2 separate regions of the Mus musculus genome follow, and region 1 is linked to region 2. A link is a contact called in public Hi-C data. All regions are on one chromosome and are shown on one strand. The core of a region is the stretch at or near the end of the contact, and the rest is flanking DNA. Distances in the headings are between cores, read along the strand shown. Region 1 holds the start of Ncald (neurocalcin delta). Region 2 overlaps Grhl2 (grainyhead like transcription factor 2).

Region 1 (5,612 bases), core at 1,665-4,164, 110 kb before region 2:
TCCATGTTATTTGAAAAAGAAAAGCATCTTGTGTTCCTGTTGCTCCGCATTCTTTCCCTAATCCATGAGTCATCCGTGAGCCCTTGCTGTGCCTGGGCTCTGTTCTAACCACTGGCATCATAAAAATAAGACTCCTGCCCTGAAGGTCTTCAGACGAGCATCCGAGCTGGGCAGATAAACAAGAGCTGGCAGACACATTGAGCCCCTGCCCTGTGGCAGGTGTCCAAATTGTATCATCTATTTCCCTTGTAATTCAACAACCTTGTCATGTGGGCACTGCTGCTAGGGGCACTTTTATAACTTGACCAAGGTCCAATCATAAGAGATAAGATTTGAGGCAGAGAGCTGCAAGAATAGATACAGAGCCTCCCACTGATGCTAAGACAGTAGAGGCCCTGACATCACTGCCTAGCAGTATTGGGGGGTTTCGGGCTGACTAGAATTATCTCCTCACAGCTCAAAGCATGTGCTAGTTGATGCACGCGAAGCTCATTCAGTGGCATTTACCCCGTGTTGCTGGCAAAACAGTCAGAATAATAATAGTTGGACCTGCCTTCGTTTGTGGCAAGTAAAATTATCAGGGAGACCTGTGTTTGAGTGCATATTTTAAAAACAGGTGAGTCATTTTAACCTCAAAAATGACCTGGCATTCAGAAAAAAGAGATGACACATATTCAGTGTAAGGCAGTGTCGTGGGCGAAGGCGCTTGTGTGCTGCCTGTTACCTTAAACTAATTAGCCAAATGTCTGAGCTCCAAGGAGATCATGCTATGGTTTTAACCCTACAGAAGACTGCTCCCTTCCTTATATGTAAGCAAAAAACTCAATCCTATGTGGTTTACAGAGGAGAATGGGTGGCTGAGGGTTGGGTGCATGCTACAGGAAATAGGTCTACGTACACACATCTTCTAGTGGTGAATAACGGTCCAGTGGTTACCTAACCTGCCAGCAATTTAAACCTAAGTCTATGTACAGTGAAGCATACTTATAAACATGATAGGAGACTCAGAATAAACAAATTTGTTTAAAGTATTGAAATGTAGAGGTTCTGAGAATGTCTTGCTTCAGAGGACACCACCTACTGGTAGAGGGTGACATTGCAGTTTTATTTTCTTGATATTAAACTGAATAAAATGGAGAAACGATTGACAAGGCAGCATAGCTTCAGAGCCTGGGCTAAGTCAAGTCAGGCAGCCAGCAGGGAGAACTTGATCCCTGGACACCTACACTTCCCTTCCTACACCTTCCTCCCTCCCAGCCCAGAGCAAGGACCCACACTCCTAAACAGAGAACCAGAATTATATGTAGAACACAAGTCTAGAAAATAGACCTGTTGCTTAAGTCTGCCCCTTATAAGGCATTCAAACCAATTTGCACAGACACTGGGTTCAGCTGCTGTCATTCTAACAAGTAGGTCCATTCCTGACTGTCTTCAGTCTGAAAGTAAAGAATCTAACTTTACACTTTGCCTTTACATTTGCCACGGTACAACCAATAGCATCAGAAAAATAACTTCCAATAAAAACCCATTCTCTCTCTTCATTGGAGCTAGCATGGAAGATGGAATGGGGGAACGGGATGCTTCTGTGGCCAAGCAGATAGGCCATTAGTCCTGTGAAAGATCAGCTTCTATTCTACTGAAGACAGAGTCACAGAACAAAACCAGTTGGCCACAGAGTCACTCATATCTCATAGTGTGTGTATGCACACATGTGTGAGTGTGTTACACATATGAATATGAGTGTGTGCATGCATTTATGTGTGTGTGCACATGTTTGTATGCTTGCACGTGCAGGCGCAGTGTGTGTGTGTGTGCGTGTGCGTGTGTGTGTGACTGTGTCTGTGTATAGTCCTAATGACCCAGGCACACCACCTCTTTCTTCTCCCCACCTTTCAGCTCCTTTGTTTTTTGAATGAGTCCACATTTTCTAAATGGGTTTTTCATAATGCCTTCCTATGGGTTTTACTCAATTTTGTTTAATTGGCTTCCTGTTAATTAAGAATGAGAACGAACTGGGTCATAAGCACTCACACAGAGCTAAAGATCAGCTAACGTGTCCCTGAAGGCAATGAAGCTGTAATTTGGGAACAGGTGGGCTGCACTGTTGACTCCTCTGTGGTAGGGAGATTCCATCTGTGGGATGCCGAACCAGTCACTCAACATGAAACTCCCTCAGTCCGTTATGGACCAGAGAATCGTGGGAGGGTAGAGTGTGGGACCTGCGGAGGGGTCTGGCCCCTTTTCTCATCATCTCCAGGTCCTTCTAAAGTTGTGCCCTTGTGGAAGTGTTCTGGTCATCATTTTTGCAAGGAATCTTAGGTGGCATGCGACTTGGCTTTATCTACCCTGCTTTTTGCAGCATGCTTCCTTCCTGTCAGGCTCCTTCAGCCACACCATCTTTCATCGGCATGCTCTCGGGACACCGATGAGGATTCAGTTTCAAGAATATACAGTTTTTCCACCAACAATCTCTTGAAAGCTGTTTTCTCTCAGTTTATTTAGAGGGGAATTTAATTCACTAAGAAAACCACCTCATGAATGTTTTCAGCTTCTTTTTTTGACTGGAGGGGGAGGGGCTCTGTGCTGTGATAGTAAGACTAAGGGTCACAGCATGCATTTTCTGGCAACCAGAGAAAGGACAAGCAGGCTTTAATGATGAAAGTTGCAGGCACTCGTGAGTCACAACTTTGAGGGTTGAAATTATCTGCCGGGCACTGTTCACAATGGTTTTGCAATCCATGTGTATACATACATGCACACACAGATATGCACACACACGAGCACACACATCAGTGACAGATGACCTATTGAAATAATTTCAGAGCCAGTCTGTGGTTGCTACGACAACCAATGCTCTCTTGGCTTTTATCTGGCCATGTGACAGGGACTTTGACGTCAGCCAGAGGCAGAGTCTGTGGCTGAGTCCGCACAGTCAAAGGCTTGTGAGAATCTGGTGGATGCTGGACCTTGCTGCTGCTGCTGCCGCCGCCGCCGCTGTTGCTGTCCCTACAGCTGTGGTTGTTGCTTCCCAGGGGCTGCAGGAGCATGGACTACTAAACCCCCACTTCTTCAGCGTGAGGTAATCGGTTTGCTTTATACACAGGAGTTACGTGGTTTCACAGCCCCTGATGGTTTTCCCTCCCCTCTTAACCTCCTACAACTTTGCCTTCAAGAGCAGTTACTGACGAACGGAGCCAAAGAATGTGAAGCAGCTTCCAGTCACGAATTTCAGGCAGTCTCTGGAACTTGGTTAAATTTGGATTAGTGTTCCATGAAGTAGGTTAAAATGTAATCTTTCTTGCGCAATGCTTGCTAACATACATTATTTAGAAATTCTCATTTTGCAGCGTGAGCCAAATTTGCTCCCTTGAATTCTAGGAATCCCTCCTTCAGTGTTGTTTGGGGTCTGGTAACTCCAGCACCGCCTTGGAGGGAGCAGCTAACTTTTCCTTGTTGCTGCTGCTGATTCTGCGTCAGCCCACAGCAGTCTGGAATTTGGTTTCTACCTCATTTGCAGCATGTATAATTAGCAACAATGGGAACCGTGAGAAAAGACTCTAGACTTTGAAAGTTGTGGTTATTATTGTAAAGGGGGCTTTTGGTACTCTGTAAATAAGAGGGGAACTGTCAACAGCTTCCTGTTTAGAGAAAAGAATCTGCAATATGCCAAGGAAGTCGGGGTGGAACCTTTATGTGTGTGCGTGTGGTTGTTTTGTGGGTGTTACTGTGAAGTGCTATTTTGTGGCTCGCTCTCTCTGAAAACCCTGGTGAAGAGGAGGGACTGACTGGCCTTTTCTAAGGAGTCCTGTAAGCTGGTTCTGATCTTTATTCTTAAAAGTAATTATCTTGAGAAGAAACTAGCCTGGAACTAAATATGCATTGATGTGAGGTCTTCCCTAACTGAAATGTAGATTGAGGATGCTCGATAAAAATTTGCTCCAGGTCTTGTGTGAGTGATTTGGTAACTGATGAGCAAGGATTGCTCCGGCTGTTGTGTGTGCATTGCTGTGGTTCTGCTAGCTCCTTCTGCAGCTCCAAGTTTCAAGGAAACCTCAGGTTCTGAAGCAAACAGAAGCCTAGATGGATAAACAGGTTTCTAGATCTTACAGATTTAACAGAAACGAGGCGTATTTTAGACAGCCATCTGAAATAGAACCAGCATTTGAAGGAGCATAGATAGACTGGCTCCACTCGATATATGCAGTCAGTAGGTTGATGATATAGTTATATTTTAGTTTGGAGAAATAATACATTGTTTGGACAGTAGGTTGACGATATAGTTATATTTTAGTTTGGTGAAAGAATACATTGTTTTTTGCTTCTGTTACTAGGCTCAGAATTGTGGGTTCTACATTTTGCTCTCGTTGGGTGAGAATTCTGAGAGCCTGTAGCCGCAGCAGTAAATGAATAACTGCTTGAATCAATTATTTTCCAAGCAGCTTTCAGTGAATGGACCTTTTGATCAGAGCTTCCGTTAGGACTGTCCACTGTCTGATGTGCTTGTACATACATGTATTTACTAAGACGTCTTCCAGTCATTTAACTGACCTCATGTTCTTGTAACCCAGACGCTACCACTTTCATGAGTCAACTGGTGTGTGACATTTCAATTGAGAATGGGGGGACCAGCTAGCACTGTCATTTAAAGGCATCTCTCGTGGTATACACTTGGTGCTTTAACTTTTCTTGTGTCGACTGTTATCTTCACTCTTTTTCTTGGTTCTCTCCCTGGTTTTAAATTCACAAGATGATTATGTACGACATCCTCATGCCCTCATGCATGAGACTGGATTCCAACAATCAAAACTGTGAGAGAGAGAGAGTCGGTGTTAGTGGCAAAATGTCGGTGATAAAAAGTTGGGAAAAGAGCCTCCCTGATGAAAATAAGAACTTTCAAAGCCTCGAGCCAAGGGTTTGGTTTTTTGTTTTTGTTTTGTTTTTTTTTTTTAAATAAGGAAAGGGGGCTGAGGAGCATCCCCCTGCAGCAGCGAGTCTGTGCTGCCTGCTATCAAGGTCAAGAGTGCTTCAGCCTCAGAAGATGCCAGCATGGAATGATTGACTCTAGAAACCTGGCTGCTGAATTATTAAAGGCTCTGGGTCTAGTTTCAGGAAGCCTTAACCCTTTCAGTGCCACGAGCACGTCTGGCCGTCTGGTGCTACCTGTGGACTCTTTTCCAGAATGATATCTGAAGTGCATAAAACAAAGTATGCTGTGTTGCAAAGGAAACTACTTTTCATGAAAATGTGTCTTTAAAAAAAGAAAAAGAAAAAGAGGCCATGAGTTTGAAAGAAAGCAGGGAGGGGAGAGGGGCAGGGGAAGGGGGGAGATTCAGAAGGTATTGGAGGGAGCAAAGAAAATGGGAGGGATAAAGTTATTATAGAATAATTTCAAAACATACAAAATAATAAAAAATAAAATATACTATCTTTTCATTATGACAGGATAATTGCTTTGTTCATATGTTATTAAGTCATATACCCTACCAGCAGGTGCAATAGCTACCACAGTAATGAGGCAGTGCTTCGCGTGAAGGCTGCTTTGAAATAGAGTTAGTCTAAGAATTGCAATATGAAATGCAAATATCTGCGATTTGTCTTGGCAACATCCCTGG
Region 2 (5,952 bases), core at 547-3,046:
CAGGCTGGAGAGATGGCTCAGCAGTTAAGAGCACTGACTGCTCTTCCAGAGGTCCTGAGATCAAATCCCAGCGACCACATGGTGGCTCACAACCATCTCTAATGAGATCTGATGCCCTCTTCCAATGTGTCTGAAGAGAGTGACATTGTACTCACATACATAAAATAAATCTTATCCTTCCACTTCTGGGAGGGAAGAAACGGGGCCAGAGCAAGGAAGGAAGGGAGGAAGGAAAAAAGAAAAAGAAAACCCGTATGTTCTGCTACACAGCCATACATACCCAAGGCAAGTGTGAGAACGTGGCTCATACCCATGGCATGGTTGAAGCTGGGGGTCAAGAGTGTGTGAATAAAACAGTTTCCCCACGGCTGTGCTACCAGCCCTGCTCTAGGTCAGCGATGAGAAGAGGAGAATCAATTCCGGCCACCATAGTTCTACAACACATCTTCCCCCTTAACCCACGTGTCCTCTTCACATTGGAATATGTTACCATAGTGTATTGGTTTTGTAGTTTTTTGGTTTGTGTATATTTGGAAGCCATGTGCACCTAATCTGGCTTTGTGCAAACAGATAAATAAAAACCTCACTTTACCCCTCCTCTGCAGCAGCTGACTCGGATGATTACTCTGAAACCAACCAAGAGTGTATCTGAGCATGCGCATCAAGACCCTGTCCGGAGGTAGAGATTTCCAAAGACCTCAACTCTTCATTTTCTTTCAAAAGCTCATGCTGGAGCCACCCTGGTGGCTGCACTGCACTAAATAAATTCTGGCCGGGTGAACGGGGCAGGGCTCATGGCGTCTACGGGGGCTGGGCTTGTGGCTTACCGCTTCCATCAGACCCTTCACCGTGGGTGATTTCAGCATCAGAGCATCGAAGACGTCATCGTTCTCCTTCCTCACATATAAAAGCACTGCAAGAGAACGGAAAGACCAGAGTGAACTAAGGCTTGGGACTGCTTCCTATCACGTGAGACGTCAGGCTGACATCACCTGCTCTCTGCTTCCTGTCACGTGGGACGTCAGGCTGACATCACCTGCTCTCTGCTTCCTGTCACGTGGGATGTCAGGCTGACATCACCTGAACTCTGCTTCCTGTCACGTGGGACGTCAGGCTGACATCACCTGTTCTGCCAACAGGCTAATGACTACTGGGATGTACATGCTCTCATGCCTGTATCCATACTTGAGTTTCTCGGGTGGGGCACATGGTCTCTTTATGACCACTCTTTCCTGTAACTTATATTTGCATATTTGCTCATTCGGTGAATACCACTGAAGGCGCCTAGGTGCCACAAGCTGTGTATACCAAGAGCTGAGCTTGCAGCACAGAGCTAGTTAACCCCAGTCTATGCCTTTAGGGAGTTTGTGGTCCACTAGGAGAGACAGGCAGGCTTGAGAAAGCAATGAAGGAAAAGCAAGAGACAATACTTTCAGCCAGGTCCTGCAGAGGTGAGAGTGCCCAAAAGTGGGGGCTTAAGGCATTGTGAAGACCGTAGGAGTGGTTGTCTAGAAAGGTAAGTCACCAGAAGGGTTAGGCTGGCAGACGACCTCGAGTAACGGCCTGGAAGGGGACAGTCCAGGAAGAACTTAGGATGTGGCGAATCACAGCTCTGAGTGTAATCTAGGCTTCCATGCCTAGATTATCTGTGAGACAGACACTAGGAACTAGCACATAGGGTTGCCTGCCGGTTCTGTGAAATAAGATCCGTGTGTTAGGCTCGGTCTAGGCCCCGCACACAGATAAAGACCCAGTCTTCAACCTACAGAAGCTGACAGGAAGTGGTTGTGGTTTTTGAACCTTCAAGCTGGGCCATGGTGTTCTATTCCTTTCTCTACAAGTTCTGAATTGGAGAGTGTGCAGACTGAGCCAGGATGGCAGAGACCGCAGATCTGACCGATGTAGACGGACCTCAGGGAGGCACAGATGTACCAGCTGGGCCCCACAGACATGGCCACCCTTGGCGCTGCTTCTCCTGGTCACGGAGTCCTCCTACTGTGCCATCATGTTGAGAAGTCAGCACCCGGAAAATCAACTGGCCGCCATCACTCAGTCCTGCCATCCCAGAGGGAGAACTGCTCTTTCTGTCTTCTAGCAGCAGACATAACTTAACTTCCCTTCCAGGGGAAGAAAAAGCTGAAACCCCTCATCTGTCCACACTAAGGAAAACAACTGCCCAGGACAAAAAAAAAAAAAAAAAAAAAAAAAAAAAGCAAAAAACCCAAAACACTGATGAGCCTATATCTCAACAATAATCCTGATATTAATCCAGTGACCATCACCATCAGCAGAGAAACAAAAGCAGAACTGAAAAATGAAATCAGCTAGACCCACACCCGACACTCCCTCTCCCTCCCTCCCGCTCCATCCCAAAGGCTTGCTTAAATCTGTGCTTATAAAAGCCACATTGACAGGGATTCTGCCCAAAGAATGTTCGGTTAGAATATAGGGAAGGAGGAGAGCGGGAGGGAGGAAGAAAGACTTGGGCAGTGCAGTGCTTTCTTTTTCTTTATCAAATATAAAAATGAAGTGCCAATTAAGGCTGACCACGTCGCCAAAAATTTTTCACATTTAGCCCCTTGAAGCAATACTGTAGAGTCTACACGTCAATTAAAACTACCTAGTAACCCAAAGGCTATCATAAACGGAGAGGATGTGAACAATATACAGAAAAATATAGGATGCAGAGCCCAGTTACATCCAGATAAGGAAAACTAAATTCAAGAAGAGCTAGCTGATGGCTATTATTTGCTGGAAATTCTGTAATTTCTTCCAGAAGCTCTCAACAACAAAAAGAGTGGAAAAAGCAATTTCCATTGGGTTGACCCTTGGGAAACCTGCGATTACATTCTATTAAAATGAGCACTACTTATAAATAGCCTCTGTTCAAGCCATTGTCTTTGATATTACTCCGGGGGGGGGGGGGGACTGGAAAGTGCTCAAGTCTGTTGGTTCTTTTTTGGGGGGGGGGGTGCGGCGGCAGACTGGCAGGGCAGTTCCAGCTGGGCTTGCTGACAGCTATCCTGGAGGGTGTGCTGGGCTCCACACACTTAGAGGGCTTGGCCAGAGAGTCAGTTTTCATTAGCTCTGTTCTGTGGTGTGGCAACGGTAATAACCATCCTGCCAACCACAGCAGAGACAACCACCAAACATCCCAGGCAGCCTCGTGTGCAGCCACCCTGACAAGTGGCCGCCAAGGAAAAACAGACAGTAATGATGGTTTTGGGAAGCTGACAAATGACCAGTAGGGCCAAGTACAGGCTCAGAGTGCCAAGCAAGGAGCCCAGTGACTTCTCCATCCTTCTCCAAAGAGATCCTCTTGGGGGGACGGGGACCAGCGATTTCCTTACTGCTGGTAGGTCACAGTGCCCTCTGTCTGTCTGTGCAGTTTCAGAAACCTTACCTTAATCTTTAATTACAGCCCAAGATAATTTCTAGTGGCAATGTGGGTGCCAGTTCCACAAGCTCTGAAAAGCAGTTGTTGGACTGGCTCCAGCCTGTAATTGAGTAGGTGATGTACAAGTGCACACCAGTCACCAGTGTGACGCTGCCCCAACCCTAAGTAGTTAGGAAGGAAGAGGCACCAAGCAACGGAGGTTAAAATTCGTGATGGCAAGCTGGGGGCCACCATCACATATGGGCGGGCCCAACCTATTGTAACCGTTTCTGTCTATGGAATAATTCCGAATCACTGGTTCATGGGGAAGGCACAGCCACACACACAGGCAGTCTCCTCTGAACTGTGTACCTCACTGCTGGATGGGCCAGGAGATACATAACTGCTCCCCTAAGGCAAGAGAAAGCCTGTAGCCTCCAATGTGAGGAAAAGCCCACCAGGATTAGCAATGATTCTGTCACAGGGAGTGAGTTCTTCACAGCAGGTCAGCCTGCCTGCCCGAAGCCCTGTCAGTGGCCAGTCGGAACGGAGAGATACCTCGTTTTACGTTTTCTTCTTTGATCTGCTTAGACGGTGTTGGACCAAACTCCTCTTCCATGGGCCTGAACATCCGCTTAACAAGGACGCTGCTGCTGGAGAGGACACACAGAGATGAATAAATACACAAGGAGTGTCACAGTGAGGGGAGTCCTCCCCAGTTCACACCAAGTCACGGCAGGAGATGACACAGGCTAGACCTCTGTTGGGGACTGGCCTGATTTCCTACAGTTCTCCCTTTTCTAACTGCCACAGTGGGAGGTTCAACCCAACCTCCTGTCCTTTCCTCTCCCCACAGAGGACTCCAGCCCTCCCGCCTGGAAGATGGTGGCGTTTTCCCCTGAGCACTCTCTGAGGGGCCAGCTGTGACAGCTCTGCATTTGCAAAGTCCCTGTGCATTCCAGATGCGCTCTGGAAAGGGGAGGGTTGTTAGAGAGGAAGAGAAATGGAGATTCACTATTCTTAATCTCAGGCATGTAGATCTCAGGCAGGTCTGCAGAAAATGGTGCTTTCTCTGGTGATTGGCTGGCCCGGGGAAGCAGTATCTGACAGATCACTCAGCACAATTGTTAGGACAAGACCTGGGGGGGGGGGGGGGAGGCCAGACCACCTCAAATGACTTAAAATTCCTCTTTTAAAGTTTATTACTGTACAAATTTGGACATGTTTCTTAATTTCCATGGACCTTAGTCTCCTTATCTTTAAGAGGAAGCTATTGACACAGAAATGACAATATTTGAAGAGCTGGAAATATTAATTACACCAAGTTGATCATTACACACTATGTACACGGTCAAATGGTCATACCGTGCCCTATAAATAAGTATAAATATTATGTGTCAAGTAAAATTAATTAATTTAATAAAATGTAAAAGGAGGCTGGAGAGGTGACTTAGCAGTAAAGACTGTCATGGTAGAGCTACCCAAGCAAATTGAGACCCTGGTAAGGTAGGGAATGAAGTCAAGAGCCAGCTCTCTTACTACATTCCCCTTTACGTCAAACAATGAAAACAGCTAAACAAAAAAAAAAAAAAATCTAAACCTCCAGTCACATCTGAAGGCAGTAATGAACTTAGGGCACTCTCCCTCTGTCCTGCCTTCTGCTTTGTGTTAACTGCGGGTTGTGGTACTCTGTCTCATCTGGGAACTGGAGTGACCATGAACTTAGAACGAAAAGATATAAAGAATCCATCCATACAGTACCCAGGCACCATTACACTAATGATTGGTAAGTAGCCTGAAATACTATCAGACACCTTCTCACGCTGTGTGAGGCAAACTCCATCACCAAGCAAGAGTCACTTATATTTTTTCCAGTTCAGCTAACTTTTGAGAACACCTTATTCCAAGCCACAGGAGACTTTGTCATTAAAACAGTATCTCCGATAAACCACATTGTTCTTGGGAGACCATATATGCTTCTCTACGCTTTCAAATCTACAAGTCCAGTAGGAGTCAGTAAATTTTATGTGTTCTGAATTCAACAGTTTCATTTATTTTTCAAAGCAAAACCAAACAAGGCGGCTATGACTAGCCTATTCTTTAATAAAAAAAAGAGTGCAGGTTGCAGGCTTCTGGTGCCCAGGCCAGTGATGCTATATGACACTTTTCAAAAGACCAGTGAGCAGCGGAGCATTGCTCTCTCTGGCCTCAATGCCATCCCACAGGCCATCAGGTAGAAAAACCCAAGGCCAGTCGCCATGGTTACAGGCTCAATCACAAGGTAAAGAAGACCCTTGATAGCAGTAAATGACATTAAGACTCATCAGAAAAGTATTGCTACGTGTTAGGTCTGAAGCAAGATTAGGGCTACAAAGGTACCCAGGACTTACAGTAAAACTTCTAGCGAGCAAAGAGATAACAGAGAAGAAGCCAAACACTTGGCCGAGCTGCTGGCATATTTATCAGCTTCTTTAGCACCACACATAATGGAATACAGAGCTAAGTCAACATGACAGGGATGAAAAGCTTGGGCCCAATGTGACAATAGTACCTCCTCATGGCTAGGGGAACACAGT

The links. A called contact is a pair of places that touch in the nucleus more often than the background predicts.
Region 1: a Hi-C map of cerebellum shows a contact between it and region 2, with 1.8 times the contacts expected there. The contact joins the promoter of Ncald here to the enhancer-like site in region 2. A contact is called at or near these places in 9 of 484 Hi-C or Micro-C datasets (the HL-1 cell line, cerebellar granule neurons, cerebellum and 4 more), 3 of 115 datasets of contacts at active chromatin or transcription factors (T-cell acute lymphoblastic leukemia, effector CD8 T cells and memory CD8 T cells) and 1 of 9 other capture datasets (adipose tissue).

The regions. Positions count from the first base shown.
Region 1 is chr15:37,456,684-37,462,295 of GRCm38.p6, reverse strand. Ncald (neurocalcin delta) reads left to right here and starts at 2,914. Exons shown (of 4, transcript NM_001170868.1): 1 at 2,914-3,079.
Region 2 is chr15:37,342,730-37,348,681 of GRCm38.p6, reverse strand. It overlaps Grhl2 (grainyhead like transcription factor 2), which reads right to left. Exons shown (of 16, transcript NM_026496.4): 13 at 3,935-4,029; 14 at 828-913. Among named protein-coding and RNA genes, the nearest start is that of 4930447A16Rik, 80 kb to the left of the region's middle. Within about 2 kb of position 1,796, at least 48 of the 459 cell types and tissues checked have an H3K27ac peak or open chromatin away from gene starts, as enhancers often do. A contact at or near this core is called in T-cell acute lymphoblastic leukemia, cerebellum, effector CD8 T cells and 2 more, where this site is marked.